Linked DNA regions of Mus musculus: all the other regions are linked to region 1. A link is a contact called in public promoter capture Hi-C data. All regions are on one chromosome and are shown on one strand. Each heading gives the region's core, a stretch centred on a gene start, on an enhancer-like site or on the middle of the called end of the contact. The rest is flanking DNA. Distances are from core to core; before and after follow the strand shown.

Region 1 (2,974 bases), core at 84-2,583:
GAGATTATATGCACAGTTTCACAGGACCCCTTGATGCTGATGCTCTGTGCCCAGAAGTTTTGTTGGCTGTAAAGCAGCAACCAGAGTGGTCATAGGGTCCTCTCAGGGGGATTTCTAACAAGGGAGGGGCAGTAACAGTTGCCCACACTCTGGTCAGATGCAAGCCTTGGGAGTTTTTCACTCCTGCCTACTGTTCCCAGAGTAGAGTTAGTTCACTGTTCTCCTTCAGTGTGCTCTGTCCAACCTAACAGACTTCTTTCATCCAAAAGAGGCAGTAAGGAAGGACCTCGAGGGGGGTGTCCCGATGGGGGGAAAAAGAGGAAGGGAGGAGGAAGAGGAGAGAAAAAAAAAGGTCCCAGAATTCTGCAAAGCAGCCGCAGCAACTGTTCAAAAGCCAGAATGCCTGACTTGTGAGTAAAGTGAATAAAATAGCGATAAGGGAGTAGGGTGATAACTGGCTAGCAAAGGACTGGATTAAAGTCGGAAACCTCTTAAATAAATGCAAGCTCTCATGAGTGACAGAGGCCTTGGGGAGAATGAGTTATATCAGTGGGCAGTTTCCACCGTTCTCTGGGCTGCTCTCTGTTTACCTGGTAACACAGGATGGTTTGCTGCACCAGCCTCGCGTACCCGTCCAGGCGGACCCCAGAATTGCTCCTGCTCCGCATCTCGCCCAAGCTCATGGGCCACGGAGCTGGACCTGCCCGCTGGTGTCCGCCAAAGTTGCCGCCTCCAAGCTGACCTGGTCCTCAAAACATTCAGCGTCAATGAGTTTCTTCAAAGGGGGCCGAGAGGAAGAGTTTTCAAACTGAGAGACCCAAAGTATGACTTGCAAGGCGAGCCAACCAGAGTGTCGCGCCGCTGGGCGGTGCGGGGGAGGAGACGGGGGTGGCGCTATCGCGGCCCGGCTTCCTCCCGGTCAGCAGCTGCCCCGAGGGTTTCTAGTCCCACCACCATGCTCGACAGAACCTAGACTGGGCACTAGGCTGGAGAAAGGCCTTGGCGGTACCCCTCTGTTTTGGGAGGCGGCTCCGGGTTGCTTGGGAGCTCACCTAAGCTTTACTAGGCTCCGCCCCCCTCGTGGGGCGGACTCTCCAAGTCTCCGCCTAAAGGGAGAGGGTCTACAGAGGAAGGCCGCTGGGAGCGGCGGGGAGCTGGGCTCTTAACGGAAATTCAGTTTTTTTTATTGACTTTGCTCCTACCTCAACCTGCTTCCAACCGCGGCTGAGGCTAAAGGAGCAGAGTCCTTCGGTCGCGGCCCCCGGGGTACGGAGGCCACCCCTCACGCCGGCCCGAACCAAGAAGCGGAACCCGTGCAGTCCCGCCCGGAAGGAACGCGTTGGGGGGGCGGTACCGATCTGCTCGCAGCTCCGCCCCCAGTCCGCCTCCTCCGTGGGGTTTGGAGCCCTCCTTGTCATGGCCTGACCAGGAAGGAAAATGGGGCAGCCCGCAGGAGTATGGAGAACTTGGATGGAAGCAGAGAACAAGTCGGCTTTCTGGGTCGGCAATGACAAGGTCTCCTGAGCGGAGCCGCCAAACCCACCGGAGACTAGAAAGAGGCTGGGCCGCCTGGGCATCCTTCGGATGACCGGCCGTCATAGCCCCGCCCTGTCCTGGGCCTCACCTGAGGACAGAGTCCCCATAGTGGAGCTCAGCACTGAAAGCAAGAAAGGGAGGCCTGAGTACTGTCCTCCACATACACTCCTGGTACCCGTGGCTCCTGGCCTTAGCTCCTGGGAGAATTTTGCAGTTCATTTATAATAGTATATTTTGAAATTTGGCATCCCATTAGTTGTCAAGGTTGCTAACCACAGGCCGCATTCTTTGATCCTGTCTTCATTGTCCATCAAAATCTGGCCCACAAATAAATTTGACTGGGCAGCTGTTCTAATGTAATTGCTTCCACAAGCACTTTGTTATTCTCCACTTTGACCCATTTCATTGTCTAAAACTTACCTTTGCCTTAAAGACTAGGTCAGCCCACTCATTAGCGTTTCCAATTTTCTGGATTCCTATAGCAGTTTCCTCAGTAAAGATGGGGCAACGAGTCAGTTCGAACTGCACTTTATTCCATTTCTGATTTATATAGACATTTGTGTTACTGTTTCAGTTGTTTGACTTTTACTGTTTTTATCTGTTGGGGTAAACCTCATGCCTTGTAATGTGACAAGGTCAAGTGCGTGTAGCACATACTTGACTCAGAGTGGCACTTAAACCAGAGCTATTTTCAGCACCATTTGGAAATAGTGTATTGTTTACATTTTAACTGAGGCATACTTTTCTAACTGGATTATGAGATGCTTATGAAATAGCTTGGTATCTCCCACCACACCTGGCACAGAGTTGATTGTACATGTGTCTAGGGCTCAATGTTGATGGACTGAAAATGAGTCCTGCTTATTTGACTCCCCTTATAGTTAGTCTTTAACTAAAGCACCCAACCCCTATCAGCCCACATACTTTTTCTCTGAGACAGAGTCTTGTCATGTAGCCTAGGCTGCTCTCAACTATATTATGTATCCAAGACTATTCCTCAAACTCACAGCAATACTTCTTTCCTCGGCATCCAAAGTGTTGGGATTCTGAGTACGTGCCACCACACCCAGCTCGAGTACTTTTCAACATTCTTTTCAAGCCTTGGTGCATGTATATGTTTTACATTGGGCAGTTCCCCTCATATCTTCTTACCATTCTTTTCTCAACTCATTATTTGTTTTAATAATGGCACTGAAGTTATGAAACAGTGCACAATGTACTTCCATGTAGGAGTTGCTGTGGCCTAGGGAGTAAGATTAAGCATTCAATTACCATAATTGAATCCCTTTAGTAATCTTTCTATGTACCTTTCCTGGAGATTTCATATATTCTTCTGTATTTAAAAGGTGGCATCATTGCTTATTTTTAGGATGGCTTGTGTTCTCATTGGAAGCTTAAGACTCTGTCTTAGAGGACAGCATGCAAAGTGGAAATATCA
Region 2 (3,382 bases), core at 791-3,290, 3.8 Mb before region 1:
GAATACTGACTATGATCATGGCCTAGATTAGGTGATTTTTAGAAACACAGCTATGGTGTGCATGTATTAGTATTTACGAGGTACCTAGAACCCTATTATTAGCAGTTACCTCTTAGAATCCTGCAGTCATCTTGTCCAAAAGTTCACAATAGCAACTCTTTGGAAGAACTCAGCAGGGATATCTAAAGAACATTTTCTACGCTTCCCTTCAGTGGCAGGCATACTTGACCTCCTCACACCGTGCACACACCCTTCAATGGCTACCCCACGACATGCGGTGGAAGATGGAAGTGGGAGCTCTTTTGGTGATACTGGAAGCAAATGGAAAACACTAGGGGTATGTGACTCTCACCAGAATATGATGATGCTGGCATGGAAGGAAATCTGCAAGGGCCACTGAATTCAAATACTCATCTATCTCTAAAGTCCGTGGCCATTTTTAAAAATTCATCTCTTAATAATATTAAGCATGTTTACAATGCGGGTTTTTTTAATCATAGCAACCCTTTGTTCCCCTTCCAACTCCTTTCAGACCCCTGCTCCACATCTCACTCCCAATGTAATCTTGTATTTTCCATAGCCTACTGAGACTAAGTGATGCCCATTCTTATACGAATGGGTGTTGGGTCATCTACTGAAGCATGGGCATCCTAATAGGGGTCAGTTCCTTAAAGAGAACTGACACTTCCTACCCCAGCAGCCTCCAACTGCCCAAGTTCCTCAGTTAGGGGTGGTACTTCGTGGAACCTTCTCCCATCTGTGTTGGTATTCTTACTGGCTGACTTAATTTTATGTAGATCTTGTGCAGGTAATTTTTTAGGCAAGAAATCTTTGAACTTCTTAATAAAGTCCTCTAAAGCACAGACAAACCATTTATGAAGTACCCCAGGCAATGGAACCGATGATTCAGGAACAACACATATACTACATTTATTATTCAAAAGTGTTCCATTATTGATTGAAGTCTAAGTCCTAACCAAGGAAATATCACACAACAAATACAATCACCCCCCCCCACACACACACACACACACACTTCTAACTTCAGGTGTTTGCAGACAAGTAATTCCAAGCCCCAGATCTGATCACCATATGAACTCTAACCAATCCTTCAAAGATTCCTTAAACTAAGAGAAGCACTTTAATAACAGGCAGATTCTGGAACTGGACACCTCAGATTTACATCTCAGTTTTGCCACATTCCAGGCTGCTTTCATTTGGGATGCTGTGTGTCTCAGCTTTTCCATCTATACAATGGGATTAAGAAGCGTCTGCCTCAAAGGATGTAAATAGGGCTGTAAGAAAGTGAGCTGCTGTTCTTTATAGGGACTCAACATAGAAGCACCCTTCAGTTTGTGAAGGCAGATCCTAAAACGGATCCTCTCTAGCAGGCAAACAACATGCATCTATTGGGCCATGAAATGTGGGAGACAGAAATGAACTTCTGAGTCCAGCCCCGTAATCATCCACACATAAGCGACTAGTAAGTAGTTTTGCCTCCACCTAATTTTTCTGGCTTCTTCCAGACTCCCACATTTAGGCCCTATACACAGGAACAAGGATAAAGCAGTTAACTAATTGCAGTGTGTTGCCAAGAGAAAAACCAAGCTATCATCTCAAATCGTGGTGGCTATTTAAGCATTTCCCTCCCTCAGCTCCCCTCCGAGCCCCAGTAGTGAGCTGGGAAAGACAGCATCATGAAAACTGGTCGGAGCATTCCTCCCACCCCCAACACACACACACACACATACACACACCACTCTCACGAGGGCTGAGTTCCCCAGGCCACTCACTGGGCAGTAGCGCAGGCCCAGGAGGGAGGCCACAGTCGGAGGTGCCTAGACTCCACAGCGGCAGGGACACAGCAAAGGGAGGACAGGTTTGCGGAGCGCCAGCCGTCAGTCAGCGTGACTCAGCGCTTTGTTGCGGGCCTCCAGAAGGCGGGAGTCTCTAGGTCTCAGGGGCCTTGGACCGGGGGACACACCCTTTATTTACCCTGGGTTTGGATTCTCTGACTCCGCCCCATGGCTCTCTGGATCTGCCTTTTGAAAGTCGGTCCAAAGAGTGATGCGCACCCCGGCCTCTTGGGGGCGCGCTGCCCGCCTCCCAGGAATGTATGGGACACTCAAGTGCTCTGCAGCCCCTTAGAATCTCTTGGAAAACCTGTCCTCACTCAAGTCATCTTGTCACCCAACGCTTCGTATGAGCAAGAATGTTTTCTAACCACTTGTCCCGTTTGGGGGAGTGACTCAGCCTCTCTATGCATTATCCCCAGTGAAATGAGCGTGGTAAAGCTGACAGGACCAAGACTGTAAGGCTGTAATGAGAATGAAATGAGCATGTCTCCGCATAGGTACTACACAGTTATCTCTCATAAATAAATACGCTTCTTGCTGTTTGCCAATGAGAATGGGGCAGAGGCAGAGCAGATGTAAGAACCAAAGAATCTCTGTTCCTGCTGAAAGAGAAGGCACACTCTAATAGGGAATCATAGAAGGGCTTGAGTTTTGTTGGGCTTCAAGAGCAGGCCTTAGAGAGTTAGCCTCAGGAGGTGAGGGTTTGTCCACAGCCAGGAAGCAATCTAGTTTTCCTAGGACTTTTAATCAGAAGACAGGCTACCATACGCAATGTTCTTTAGATACCCGGAAGTTCATTGTCTTTTCTTGGAAAAAGAGTGAAAGTGATGCCTCTTTAAAAAAAACAAAACAAAAACAAAACTACGAGCCTGGGAAACTGAAAAGGAATAAACAGTAAATGTCTTTTTACTTTCCAGCTCTGTGGGTCTTCCGTGGAGACTGCTCCCATTTGCTTTTGTAGCCAGAAACAGCCAGAGACAACGCCTGCTGAGTGTGGTGGCTGTGTTTTAATAAAAATTTGATTTTGGATAATGAAATTAGAATTCATAAGATTATGTTTTGAATTCGTACAATTCTCAGCTGTCATGAAAGTCTTCTTTTGACTTTATATTTCAGCTGGTTTTTGGGGGGCATGGTTCCCCATATCCCCGGCTGGTCTTACCTCCCTAGAGAGCCTAGGATAACCTTGAACTTCTGACTTTCCTTCCCACAGTTCCCAAGTGTTAGGGTTACAGTGAAGCATTCACCAGCGTGCCCAGTTTTACATGGTGCTGGAGACTGAACCCGGGGCTTTGTGTATTCTAGGCAAGCAATCTACCAACTGAGCTAGATCCCCAAGCTCTTCAACCTCAAGATGTGAAAAGGCATTCTTACCTTTCAGACTACAGATTTCTGCTGTAGAAGAATGGGGAAGTGGAAGAACAAAGACTTTTCCTTGGTGCTCAATTGGGCAGAACACACTAAAAATGGGAACAGTAGAGAGGAAAATATCATGGCCTTTGTACAAGGATGACATGCAAATTCAT
Region 3 (3,332 bases), core at 322-2,821, 3.9 Mb before region 1:
GCTAGTGACCCAGTACATCCCATAAGGCTCTGCTGGTATTATCTCTGTGGTTTCCTTTAAAATGTACCTGGAACTAGAGCTTTCTTTTTAAGAACACCCTCTTCAAGTGTTCCCTAGAGCTCATGCTGAAGACAATCTGGCTTCTCCTTCCTTATTCAAGGATAGCTATGCTTAAACTGCTCCCTTCTCTTTTCAGAACCCTTCTTTTAATTATGGAAGCCTTTCCCCTGAGCACCCTTTCAGTGTAGACCCTGAAAGGAAATGGAACAGGACACAGGCTTTACATGTGGGCTCTTTCCTACATCTAAGGCTAAGAAAAGTTCCCTTTAGGAGTTCCCTAAAGTGATGCTCATATGAAGTGCTCATTCAATACTCTGTTCTATAGATGCTTAGACTTTTAATGCCACAGCTTTAGAGATCTGGCAAAAATCCGCCTTAGTTGAGATCTACAAGTCTACAAAGAACTCAATGGAGGATTACTATCCTAACTCTCTGAGTTTCAGCTCTCACCTGCAACTACATGTGTCCATTTTCTCCCACAAATTCACCTACATTTAAAATCGTCTCAGAAATTCAGAGGGAGGAGGCAGGAAAGAAAGGAGCACGTGCTTGGGAGACAGAGAATTGAGGGTTCTAGGGCAGGGTAAGACAGCTACATGGGGGCACCCGGACACATAAACTGGAAAAAAAGAGGAGGGAAGACCAAATTTACAACCAGTAAGTAAACAAATAATGGAAGCAAGAAAATATGAAGTTTGCAAAAGGGGAAAGCAAAGCCTCAAGTGGCTAATGCTGTGCTACTGTCATGTGTCATCTAAACCTGGTCCTTTAGTCCTATCCCGTTTTAAGAAGTGAATGATAAGAACAGAAATAATGAACCAAATGAAAGTATGTGAAAATACTCACTGAATCTTGGCTTCTATAAGTGAATAGAGGCTGTAAAATCTGGTCAATTCTCTCTCCAGCCCTACATGCTAAGCGATCTGTACAACTTCCCTACCCAAGCCATGTAAATGACAAAGTCAAGAAGTCCTCAAAATTCTCAATCGTGCCCAGGGAACTCCCTTATTAGTAGAAGCTTCTGAGGATCCTTAGAGGGGGCTCGGACAGGGCTGAGAAATCAAGAGAAGTATACTTTAATCCAGTCCCAAGGCAGTGCACACGCACTCCCTGAGAGGCAGCTCGGGTGTACTAGAGCCAAAGAGGATCAGCCCGGGTCCACCAGCCAGCACCCCAGGATGAGACAAGATCCGGCCAGACCCAAAGGGACTCGGAAAAACGTCCTAAGATTCCAGTCACTCGCTCTACTAAACTCAGTCTAAGAACCAGTTCCAACCCTCAAGGCACCCTCAATCCCCATTTGATTACGGAGACCCACGGACCCGACTTCCGGGCCTCAGATAGAGTAGGCTTCACCTCCTCCACAGCCTGCCACGGTCCTGTGAGAACGGCACAACCCCATCCAGAGAGACCGAGAACGTTAGAAAGGACAGCCAAGACGCGTACTTACCCTCCAGTCCCATGGCCGCCACTGTCCGGACCTCCCGCGGCAGTTAACAGAATCCCGCCCCGCTGCTCCAAAGCACCAATCAGAAGCGTCCGCGATCCGAGCGCCGCGCCCCCATGATAACCAATCACACAGAGGTTCTGAATTACGTAGAAGAGAGACGCCCAGTCGGGCCCAAGTCTCTAGCGCGGGATTGTAGCGTCAGCGAGCGCAGGAGCACGTCTCCTAAGAGCTGCGGAAGGTCCCGGGCGTAAGTGCCCTGGTTGCTTAGTTACTGCGTCTCTTTTCAGGAAGCCCGGTCTCTCCCCGCCTCCTTCCGGTTAGAGAGACCAGGCGGGGCCGGGCCGGGCCGGGGGCTGGGGGGAGGAGCGGGAATGCGGGGAGGGCGGGGATAAGAGGAAGGGCAGGGTAGGGGGCGGGGAAATCAAGGCCAGGGCGTTTCTAGTCAGTATGGTACCACAGCCAAACCAACCACATCCATTCTTGTTATTCTGGCAGGATTGCTAAATGTGATGCATAAAAGTACAAAAATAAAGAAAAATCACAGCAAGTCAAAACTAAACTCTGAACTTTGAATCTTAGATCTACATATCTGTGCGTGTCCTAAAGACTGAGGACTTTCCTTTTAAAAGTTCAGATTTTGTTTTTGTCTTACAACTCTATGGGGGGGGGGGGGTGTCAGGGAATCTTAGGTATAACCTGAAACGCTCCCGCTCAAGCTGCTGCAGTCCTCAGCCAAAACTGTCTTGCGGTCTGGAGCCAGATTGTGCTTGGCCAAGAAGACAGAATCTCTCGATTGTTGTAATAGTCACCTGCTCTTTATAGTTGGTACCTGCAGATTCCCCAGCATGGCCATTCCTGCATTTTCTAGAATAAATTGTTTTCTAAGCAACAACACCATCACCATGACTGGCATCCACTTGAAGCTTGTGGTAAAGTTAAGGGTATTTTCTAAAACAAAACAAAAAGTTGTGCCAGGTGTGGTGGCGCACGCCTTTAATCCCAGCACTTGGGAGGCAGAGGCAGGCAGATTTTTGAGTTCGAGGCCAGCCTGGTCTACAGAATGAGTTCCAGGGCAGCCAGGGCTACACAGAGAACCTGTCTGGAAAAACAAAACAAAACAAAAAAGTTGTAGCAGATTTGAACTGTAGTATTCTGCCTGAACGACCACAAAGCATGCCTTCAAAGACTCTCAACCAGTGTGTCAGGACCCCTTTGAGGTATCCTGTATAGGAGGTATTTACATGACGATTCATAATAGTAGCAAAATTACAGTTATGAAGTAGCAAAGAAAATAATTTTATGGTTGTGGGTCATCACACCACAGCATTAGGAAGGTTAAGAAACACTGCTTTAGAGAACGTTCTTGGAAGCCACTAGAATTTGACTAAAATATTGCTGTGCTGGATATTCTGATGATAAGGTATGAAGGCAGCCAATGCCAGTTGTACTATCAAATAGTCTAAAAAGAAAAGATGTCAAATAAAGTAGTCAGCATCTTCCCTTGAAATTTAGTTCTTTGCAAATTCATATGTAAATAAGCTTCCTTGGATAATTTTAGAGTGGGAGGCACCTCACACATGTAGTGAAAGCTGGCTGGCTATCTATATGCAAAGTACACAAAGAGAAAACTTGGCAAGAGTACTATTTCCAAACCAAAATGAAACTGAAGCATATGGAACTGTCTATGAGAAAAGGAATTGCTAAGGGAAATATGTGGGAAAAGGCTGGGAGCTTCAGAGAAAAAAGTATTTCTATCTACCAACATTTATGAAACAAGAAGTAGGGGGTGTCCATAAAAGTTGAGAACAAGATCCTTTCAAGA

The links. Promoter capture Hi-C pulls out the DNA fragments that hold promoters and counts their contacts.
Region 2: a contact with region 1 is called in a promoter capture Hi-C map of erythroid cells, with 6 times the contacts expected there. The contact joins the promoter of Pir here to the promoter of Phka2 in region 1. A contact is called at or near these places in 2 of 39 promoter capture datasets (cranial neural crest and erythroid cells).
Region 3: a promoter capture Hi-C map of pre-B cells shows a contact between it and region 1, with 3 times the contacts expected there. The contact joins the promoter of Piga here to the promoter of Phka2 in region 1. A contact is called at or near these places in 2 of 39 promoter capture datasets (erythroid cells and pre-B cells).

Annotation. Positions count from the first base shown.
Region 1 is chrX:160,500,521-160,503,494 of GRCm38.p6, reverse strand. Phka2 (phosphorylase kinase alpha 2) reads right to left here and starts at 1,333. Exons shown (of 33, transcript NM_172783.4): 1 at 591-1,333. The coding sequence starts at 668.
Region 2 is chrX:164,268,089-164,271,470 of GRCm38.p6, reverse strand. Pir (pirin) reads right to left here and starts at 2,040. Exons shown (of 10, transcript NM_027153.3): 1 at 1,794-2,040.
Region 3 is chrX:164,418,019-164,421,350 of GRCm38.p6, reverse strand. It overlaps Piga (phosphatidylinositol glycan anchor biosynthesis, class A), which reads right to left and starts at 1,571. Exons shown (of 6, transcript NM_011081.3): 1 at 1,511-1,571.